2 separate regions of the Gossypium hirsutum genome follow, and region 1 is linked to region 2. Evidence: chromatin contacts called from public Hi-C data. All regions are on one chromosome and are shown on one strand. The core of a region is the stretch at or near the end of the contact, and the rest is flanking DNA. Distances in the headings are between cores, read along the strand shown. Region 1 has its middle 14 kb from the start of LOC107948259. Region 2 has its middle 6.0 kb from the start of LOC107948255.

Region 1 (5,281 bases), core at 851-3,350, 99 kb after region 2:
CCATCTGTGAAACTTGCCAATCCTGTAAGAACTGATTTGAAAAAGAAATAATATGTGACGGGGGAGCATCAGTAGCTTTCTAACAAAAAAATATGAAAATACCAGAGGCTTCAAAATATGACTGCTGCTTGTATAAAAAGAACATCATTAGCAAATGATAATAAGGCAAGCAACCAATTATAAAGAGATTGATTTGAGACGACTAGCCCAGCAGCTAAACCACACTTCCTTCGCCTTTGGACAGCTGAGTGTAACATGATCCAAATCTTCAATACCACTACATGGGGAACAGTTTAGGTTTACATTACAACCCTTATCAGCTAGCCGATGGCAGCATGGAACAAAACTTCTTACGAATCTCCAAACAAAGTCTTCAACCTTGGGAGGTAGGCTTGAATTCCACAGTTTCGTCCAAGGTCCTTCAATAGCAAAGTCATGCAGATCGGTGTACATACTTAGTGCAGTTATGTAAGCAGACTTGACGCTATCTAGGTGAATCTCAAAAATGGCCTTACGAAATTCAACAAGATGAAAAGGAGTAGTTAGAAAAGCATTATCCTGATCTCGAACCATAGCTTGCGTACCATCCAAGGCATCGGAATTCTTCACAGTTTATTGAGGAAAAATATTATTAAAATAATCAACAACAATGTTACCCATACCGACCTTATCTAAACAAGGCCGCCCCCTGTGTATCAAGCAAATATTGGGATGTGATTCGTTCTTCGTTTTAATGCTTGACCATGGAAATACTTTGATTTTGCCTCTCCGTAACTCATCCAAAAAACTTTAGATCTCTATCGCCAATACACTGCCTTTTCCGCAACAAGATTATTGATCGTGTTTCTTAAAACTATCATTAAAGTATCATTAACCCCACAAAATTGAGCCTCCTCAATTTTTCGCTTAGCCTCTTTCAGTCGAGATGCAAAATTACCACCCAAAGAAAACTACCAGATCACAAGTCAAGAACTACATGATTTTAGTTTGTCGAGAGTGTCATGCGACGGGCAAGCATGCCACCCCTCTTGCACGACATCAAAGAAGCCATCTTCGGCGAGCCAATGATTTTTGAACTTGAAACGTCTGGGTTTTTGTGAGGGGAAATATGAAGCAGACACCAACTTTAACGGGTTATGGTCGGAGGTATCACTCACCAAGTTATCGAGTTTATCATAAGGAAAAACATCTACCCACTGTTGATTGATAAAAGCACAATCAAGCTTCTCCATGGCAAACGCATTGGACCCCCTCTCTTGTTCCCAACTATAGCTAAATCCAATAAAAGGCAACTCCATAAGATGGCAACCAGCTACACGTTATCGAAAACCTTCCATCAAAGAAACCGGGTAGGTGACACTACCGTATTTATCTTTTAGAGACTTAAGGTTGTTGAAGTCACTGATGCAAACCCATGGAAGCTCATGAAACCGAGAAAGTGACCATAGAAGTGCTGAACTAGGGTCTCCTAAAAAAAAGGTTTAAGTACCACTTGAATTCACCATTTAGAATCAATATCTTCTTTCATAATGAAAGTATAAAAAAATTTAGGTATCAATTAAAAAAAAGGTTTAAGTGCCAACTTGCTTCCAATTTAAGTGCCAACTTGCTTCCAATTTAAGTGCCAACTTGTTTCCAATTAAAAAGTAATTTAGGTATTGCTCATGACAAAAAAAAATTTAGATATTAAAGTGAGACAAAAAAAAATTGAAGTACTAAAGTGAGAAAATAAATATATTTTAAGAACTAAATCATGAATTAAGTACTTCAATTATACGGTACTTTCCCAATTAAATTAGAGTGATGAGTTTTCATCATAAGCCTTTTAAAATATTCCACTTAATTAAGGGTAAAATATTACAGAGTTATTTAGACAAAAGAAATTTACTAAGGGGTAGATTGTAGTGTGTGAGGCATGAGGTATATTCGATTTCTTAAAACACAATATTCTGTTTTCTCAAATAAAATCAAGATGTAGCATAATTTATTACTTATCAGTAAAGATAATTAGGTTTGGTTGGAAAGGAAGGGTGAACTTGATATAAAGCCCAACCCTTAGCAGAAAGCTTCGGTCCCCAGCTAGCTTACGAGTATCGCAGGCAGGCCTTTAGCTCATTACAATGTGGGAAAATCAGATCAGACACCATAATCAGTCCACTACAAAGTTACTTTTCTATCCAGGTTCTTCGGCTTTCTCAAACACTAATCTCTGTAGATCATCTACTACTTTTTTTCTTACAAATTTTAAATTGAGTGAGAGGATGATTTTGCATAGATGCTCATGCCAGTTTTTTCTTCTTTGCAACATTAAATTATCATTTCGCTACACACTCGAGTCACAAGAAGAAAGAAGCATAAACATACAAAGATTCACAAGACCAGGCCGACAATCAATCCATCGGGCAAGACAAAGCAAACCAAACCAAAACAAAGCCCAAGATCGATGCATAGAAAAAACAAGACGAATCAAACATTAAGAGGCAAAATGGGGGCCAACCCCTGAACTATGAATCGGCAGTAAGCTCTTTTAAGGCAGAATGATTATACAAGTTTTCCAGGACCGTGTGGACTGCAATCAAAGCTTGAAGTGACGTTGTTTTGCAGGATCAGCCATCATTGACTCACTGATGCTTTGACAGTGTTTTGATATACTCATCCAATAGATGAAACACCATGTATAACACCGTGAAGAAAATAATGGATCAATAAAACTGGATGTTCCTTTCCAAATAAGAACAATTGAGCTCATACATTGCTATGGAGGACTAAGAGCCAATGTGAAGGCAAACGACATAACAGTGTGGGTAGATGCTGCCCCCTAACTCAGTAACAACGATGAATGATAATTCTCGGAGTTATTTTTAATATAGTTTTTATAATATTTTAAGAGCTAATTTTAGCATTTAAATTAGTTTTTATTGTATTTTATAATTTTTTAAATTAATTATATTTTATTTAAATTTTGTTTGTTTTTCATGTTTTTAGAGTTAATTTGGGTTTACTTGTTATTTTCCTTTCTATATGGATTCCGGATGAAGAATGGAAGACTTAGAGTATAGAGTAAAAAGTGGTAAAGTGAAGTCTTCTGTTCCACCGGATTTAATTCGGTTGCGGACTTGTAGTGGAGTAATGATTAAAAACCTTAAAAACAATGGTGATGAGATTTAAGAAAAAAAAGAAAAAAATGTGCAAGGAATTACTTGGAGGCTAAAGAACAACTCTCTCGTACCAAGAAAAACTTCAAATTTGCAAAGATAAGAAGAAAAAGATATCCGAAGAGCTTGGTATTAATTCCTTAACTATTTTCTCTTTAGATTATTTGTTTTTACTTTTTATTGATGCAAGTTTATTTTGAATATTTTTTTTGTGTTGTTTTCTCAACTTAATATGAACTAAATTCTTTTTTTTTAACAATGACAAACCCTATTTTTTAGTTAATTTACTTTTATTTCAATTGTTCCAATTATTGTTACTTATTTATTCACACATGTGCTTATTTAATCTATTTGTCTGCCCACAAATTTGTATTAATTTGATAATCTTGTTTGTCTAGGAAGAAAATTAACGTTTAAATTTAGATTGAATAAATTTTGATTAACTTTAGTAGTGCTAAGGAACGAGTTAATTTGCATCTAAAATAGGAAGATACCTGATGCCTAATCAACCCATAGGCTTGTTCTTAACGATTTCACCTAACTTGCCTATAGATATTGGAAGGGTCTAGTTAATGCGATTAAATCATGGATTAGTAATTATATAGATTCAACAACTGAATGAGAGATAATTAATTAACTAAATTAGATGAAGTTAGAGTTCAAGTATTTAAAATTGATTGAGAAATTTTAAAAAATTCAATTATTTTAGTTTAATATAAAAAACTCCTTAATTAGCTTAATTTAATTTCAATAGTAATTAGAATTTATTTTATTGATATGAATAAGATAAAAATTGAATAATTGATATTTAGCAACTTAGAATTTGATCCTCTTGAAAACAATATTTTTTTATTACTTTAATATTAAATAATAGTTTAATAAGAACGTTACTTGTCTGTGAATATTTTCGTCCAACTCTGAAAATAAATTTTTTCGTCCACACATGTGATTGCTAACACAATTATCAAGATACCTAATATTTTTATTTGATTTTTCACTTTTGTTAAAAGTGAGGAATGCACTAGATTCCACGTTTTTTTTCTTCTTCTTTAGTTGTTGCTACATGATTTCTCTCCTCCACCCTGAGAGTTTATATACACTCATAACTAAAATGACCACATTTATTGCAACTATAACATTGTATCTAAGATTTATATCTTTGTTGAAGTCTACCTCTACCTCGACCTCGACCTCGACCTCGAACTCCTCGTTCATGACTTGACATCTGATACTCTTCACTTGTTTGGCCTTTTCCATATAATTGATTGCACCGTTCACATGTTCCCCGTCCACCTCTATTTTTGCCTCTATATCCTCCACGATTGCTTGTACCTTGTCCAAAATTATTGCTAGCTCCACTTTCATTGAAGGACAGCTTGCTTTGCAAGAATTGCTTCAAATTTCCAGTATCATCATTTTGCTTGATTTTATGGTCATGAGCTTGGAGGGAACCCACATGTTCGTTGACAGATATTTGTGACAAATCTTTTTATTCTTCGATGACAACAACCACATAATCAAATTTGTGTGTTAGTGACCGCAAAATTTTTTCCATTACTCTTACGTCATCAAGGGTTTCTCCATTCTTTTTCATTTCATTTACCACTTCTTTTACTTGGGTGACATAATCATCAACACTTTCTGAAACTTTCATTTTCAATGTCTCAAATTCGACTTTAAGAGTTTGTAAACATACCTTTCTGGCCTTTTCGGCTTCTTGAAGGGATTTTTGCAAAATTCCCCATGCTTCCTTTGACGTCTTGCGTCTGAAATTTTTTCAAAGGTTGATTTATCAACACCTTGAAAAATAAAGAACAATACTCTCTTATCCTTTTTACGAACTTCTTTCAATACTCTTTTTTCTTCGTTTGTCAAAGCCACTTCAGTAGCTGCATTTTCGGGCTCGACATATCCTTCTTCGACAACGTCCCGACAATCTTGAGAACCGAGCAAAGCCTTAATTTTGATGCTCCAATTGTCATAATTTGTCTTTGTTAATTTCAAGACCTGCGGTTGAATCATGTTTGCCATTGTGACGTCGACACGAACCTAGCTCGGATAACAGTTGTTGGAAATGTAATAAACACTCAAAATCAAAGTAATTTTATTACATATAAATATTACAC
Region 2 (5,312 bases), core at 2,101-4,600:
AAAGGGTAAGCGTGAAGGAGCTAGTCACCAGTGCTCCCGTGTACACCACAATCACAGCTATTCTTCATTGAAGTGAGCTGTTTTGATTGTTCATTTCTTTAAGCTAATTTCATGGAACTATTGTTCTTTATTTGTGGCTTATATGGCCCTTCTTCTGGCTTAAGTTTGATGCCTAGGCGGTGGGCTAGTAAAAACACTGCTGGATCAACTAAGAATGGAAGAGATTCAAAACCCAAGAATCTTCGGGTGAAGTAGTTCGGTGGTGAGGTCAGTGGATGATCCAAATTTAAATGCTTCCATTTAGTAATAACGGATATGAAATGATTGTTCACATTGTTGTGGCAGAGGGTGATTCCTGGAAACATCATAGTTTGTCAACGAGGAACACGATTCCATCCCTGACACTATGTTGGGATTAGAAAAAGATCATACTCTCTATGCCCTCGAGGAAGGTTGTGTGAAATTTAAGACACGTAAGTTCAGTGGGCGCAAATGGGTACATGCTGAACCTAAGGAAGGAAATGTCCTTTATCCTCTTTATGCTACTGCTGCTTCAGGAGAGCTGAAGACAGTCACATAAGGTTTGCACCATTGTTGTTTGTTTAGGCAGTCAAGTCTGCATTTCGTAGTTTGCCTTTTGAATTATGTTCTTGGATATTCAACTATCAATTGTATCAGAGAGGATCTTGGGAGATACAAATTAAAACAACCATGAGATTTGCAACCTCATGCTCTGCTTACCACATGGTTGTTCTTGTTTTGATTTCTTTTTTGTTACTCATCTCTTTTGATTTTCCTTTGTTGCATAACATGGTGCATGCTTTGACAAGACGTCTAAGATAACTTTCTAGTAAAAAATAGTGGAATGTGTTTCTTTTTCGGTATCATTTTTATTCTCTCTCAGCTTCGACTAGTAAGTAGTCTTTCTAGTTGATTGGCTCTTGATGCAGCTAAAATGAAGCAGTTTTCCTTTAACCTTTCTAGGGCTTTTAATGGACCGGAGTTACTGAAATGCAAGCGGCTTATGTTGAGAATTTATTGGGATGCCAAATGTTTGAATCACTAGGTTTGGAATTCTCGTCAACATCTTGATGTCTTGCATTTCCATCGTTTCAGGGAAAATTTTCATTTGACAACCGTTTATGTGAAGATGAGTGTTTAATTCCCTCGAATCTCCTCTACCTGCCTACCTAAAATGACTAAAACCCTCTCTGTTTTGGTGGCCTGGGATGATGCCACTCTGTGGTTAGCTCTGTCGCCTACTACCAAAGAAGGAAGAACTCCAAGACCGCCTAAGACGATATTGTTCTTAGCCTTGAAGAACTGAAACTCTCCTCTCTTACTACTTCCAAAGGGTTTTCCAATGGTTTAAGAATATGCTTCATTGAGGGTCGTTTAGAAGGCTTCGGGTTAAGGTGTGACCTTGCGACAATTGCCATGGCCCATACCTCCTCCAATAGATCCTCATCTACAATCGAGGAGGGATCCATGATCTTGGGTCAAGCCACTTCTTTTTAGATGCATCTTCTGCCTTGCCAATACCAAGCTTGCCTGTTATAAGCTCATCTACAATCAAGGATGGATATCATCTTTATACATGTGAATGGTAACTGCTTTAAAATTACAGTCAAATTTAACCAATTCAAGCAAGGATGTGATGTCAACTCCAGCCCTTGTAGGATAAGAATGGCAAATCAAAGAAATGAATGTCCACGGATTAGTGAACTACTAATATTAAGCCTAGCATCTTAACCCATGGTAACATATAAAACTAAGGATGTCAACTAGCATGTAATCAAACTAATAATGAAAAATATAAATATTTTTTATATTTTATTTTGAGTAATGAAATTGATCATGTAACCTAATTCAAATCGGTTTTGAGTTAAACCTTCCAAAAAAAAAACGTGGTATAGTGGATAAATTTCAATCTCGGCCCTTCATAGTATTCCTAGCTTTGTTGTTGATTCTGGAAATTCTTGTTCCAATAGACATACAATATATTGCATACAATTTTGCATTGATATATTGTATACACAAACAATGAAATTAATCCAATATGAAAATAAATCGAAGTTTCATGTGTACATATGAACCCCAATTCAATTTTCATGTGCATAACTGCACCAAATCAATATTTATAAATCAAAATTCAGGTATAAATTTGATATTTATCCAAAAATATTCGTCATTTTTTGCAGAAAATCTTTTGACTTTCCAGCTAATAGGGTGGAAGCAAATATTCCGAATCTTCCTTCAATAGTTAGTAGCAAATAATAAGATTAAAACTAATTAACAAAAGCTAGCGATGTCTTGGACTAGTGACAAATGCATTATGTTGTAGGTATAAGAGTTTGAGTTTGATTCCGGACAATATTATTCTCCTTCCCTAATTATTAAAAACAAGCAATTCTGAAATAGTTTATGATAAAAAATTGTTCCACTTTAGTATTAGCATTTAGCCTATGTTATGATTAAATTTTGAATTTACCAAATTTATCTTAAAAATCACTTTTTACATGTCTAATGTTAAACAAACAAATAAAATGAATTACTCAATATGTTTATTTATTCTCACAATCTGTAAGCCTCAGAAAAATTTATTGAGCAATACCCATGAAGGGTGTGTGCTCAAAGATCTAGCTAATGCCTTAAAAGGTTTGGGGGTTTGCTATTAATTTAGGGTGGTTTAGATAAGAGGTACGTTTACCTCTGATTAGTAAAAAATAGTGGTGGCGGTGAGATTGAATATTATGATGATACTGTAATATGAGATAAAAAACAAGTTAAATGCACTGCATTGTATCCCACCATACATCCAAACCTATGCTTAGTGAGCAATACTCATGAAGAGAGTGTGCTCAAAGAATTAGTTAAGTGCCTTTAGGCTAGCAATAATTCTCCTATTAACTTAACGAGCAATACCCATGAAAGGTGTGTGCTGAAAGAACTAGCCAAGTACTTTAAGAGGCTGCAAGCAGGGTGATTCAAAATTCTTTAAATATTAAATTTGAAATTAGACACATGGTGCAAAATTATTGGTGAGCTTGATATAAACAAAGAGTGTGACTGAGAAACTTAAAAATATCACTTTAATTTATAGTTTCTAACTTTAAGTAGCAATTAAATTCCAAATGTAAACCAAATTCTTCCTATATATTAACCCTACAACCATTTCATAGAGACTTACCATGTTGTAGTTGACCAGCTCCAGTAGCTGTAGGGTTAATTCGAACCTTCCAGGCTTCCACCTTCATGTTTCCAATGATGTTCCTTTGACGTTAAGGCTGTGAAAATTCTACCAGACCAGGTGAGGCCACCCTAACATTAAATAATGTGACCTAACCCCTTTAACACGTCTTGCTTCCACTTTACTTATTGACTTATCGTTCATACACTTTGCTTTTGACTTAGCTAAGTCCACACATTCATGCTTGCAATTCTCACATTCAATTATCCAAGGGTCCCAGAAAAATATTCACTTGATATATAATATGATGATGAAAAAATTAAGAAAATATCAGCATATAGAATCAATTAAGAATCTAACTTGATTTTAGATATGGTAAACATAATCATTAAACCCCTAAGCTTAAAAGCTAATTAGAAATATGCTTTCCATGCACGTTTGTGATTAAAAAATAATTGTTTTCATATCCTATCTTTTCAAACTTTGAACCACCAAAAATAATGTTAAGACTAAATTTCTTCGAAGCGTAGAAAAGGAGCTAAAGGTAAAAAGAAAATCACCCCAAAAGAAAAGTCTATTTCCATTTTATTACTTTTCAAAACATCAAATCCTTTGTTCATATGAACATCAAATCAATCTTTCCACAATCATTCATCATTTAATTATATGACAATTCCAATTATTGTTAACTTATATATGAAAAAAAAAAGAATTTATTTAAAAAACAAATAAAGGATTTATAGAGCATCTTTGTATTATACATTTTTTGGTGATTTAATTCTATTATGATTATTTCTAATCTTAGAAATTATATATTACCAAATATAATTTATCATTATTTCAATTTATAATTTCATAAAGACTATGTTTTTGGGGTCAAGACCCTTGCATCTACCCTCAAAAATTAAGTTTTGGGTATTACTAGAAATGTTCTTCTAAATCTCAATCAACGTCGAAACAAATCACCCTTAAATCATCATGACCAAAGGGTTCTCATGTAATAATACTAAATAAGTTTTCATCCGGCTCATTTAACACTTTATGCATATTCTGCCTTGGGAGTAAAGCATAAAATCCATGCAAAATAATAATATTATTATTAGAACAAAAAATAATTGAAAATAGTATTATTACGCTACATTTGGTATGAGTGATGTTTTTTCATTATATTTTAGTATATAAGTTAATAATAAACTCATTTCAATTAGTTATTTTTAGTCATTCACGTTACTTGTTTTCGAAAAAATAATTTTTTTAATAATTTTAAATATATATATTTTTTAGAATTCTTTTTTTATGTTTACTTCATGTCAGATTTTAAAATTCATTTTTATTTTATATCTAACTATTATAATTCATATTTATTAAACGAGGTGTTAATTTCTTTACCATCCCATAATCTTAAGTACTTGTCATGCATGAAAAATGAAACCCTTTTTCTTTTCTTTAATGCTTGTACACACACATCAATACATACATGTATGTGTAGTCTACTTCTAATCACATGGGATTGAGCTCAAGCAATCATCATATCAAAAAAAAAAAACCCTTTTGATCACATGGATTTGGAATCTTATACTCCTTATTAAAAGTCCTTTTTTTTCCTCTTCAAATTACAAGGAAATTAATTAAGAACCCATCCATTCATCCACGAAATGAAATCATTATTTCCTTTTTCTTTTTACAATCTCAAAGAATCTTAATCAGAAAGATGGAAGTAGACAAGTGTTGTTCATACACGAACCTCAGTTTTTTTTCCAGTCGACTAAATTGTACTTTGTTTAATTTGAGGTTGGGGTTTCTTGGTAGGTTTGTCTGAATATTCCTTCATTTTGTAAACCTTTAAACTCTTTTTTTCCCCTCCTTACTATTGAATTAACAGGCAGAAAATTTGGGGCTTGTATGTGCTTTTTATTACTACCCTGTTTTCCCCTTGATTTCACAAATTAAAAGGGAGACGTCAAAGGGAAATGGGGGGAAGCATGCCTTTGCTGCTATGTGCATGAATGCCACATTGAAGCATATCATCATGATGGATTCATCAGCTACATGCACATGAGGAATAAGGCTAAGTCTACATAAGACAGAAGACGAGTTTCATTGAAAAGGGAGTGGAAAGGAT

The links. Hi-C and Micro-C count contacts between places; a contact is called where the count stands out from the background.
Region 1: a Hi-C map of leaf shows a contact between it and region 2, with 2.8 times the contacts expected there. The contact joins two enhancer-like sites. A contact is called at or near these places in 6 of 34 Hi-C or Micro-C datasets (hypocotyl and leaf).

Annotation. Positions count from the first base shown.
Region 1 is chrD08:63,726,726-63,732,006 of Gossypium_hirsutum_v2.1, forward strand. No RefSeq gene overlaps it. Among protein-coding and RNA genes, the nearest start is that of LOC107948259, 14 kb to the right of the region's middle. Within about 2 kb of position 2,101, at least 6 of the 9 cell types and tissues checked have an H3K27ac peak or open chromatin away from gene starts, as enhancers often do. A contact at or near this core is called in leaf, where this site is marked.
Region 2 is chrD08:63,626,746-63,632,057 of Gossypium_hirsutum_v2.1, forward strand. It overlaps the pseudogene LOC107963296. Among protein-coding and RNA genes, the nearest start is that of LOC107948255, 6.0 kb to the right of the region's middle. Within about 2 kb of position 3,351, at least 4 of the 9 cell types and tissues checked have an H3K27ac peak or open chromatin away from gene starts, as enhancers often do. A contact at or near this core is called in leaf, where this site is marked.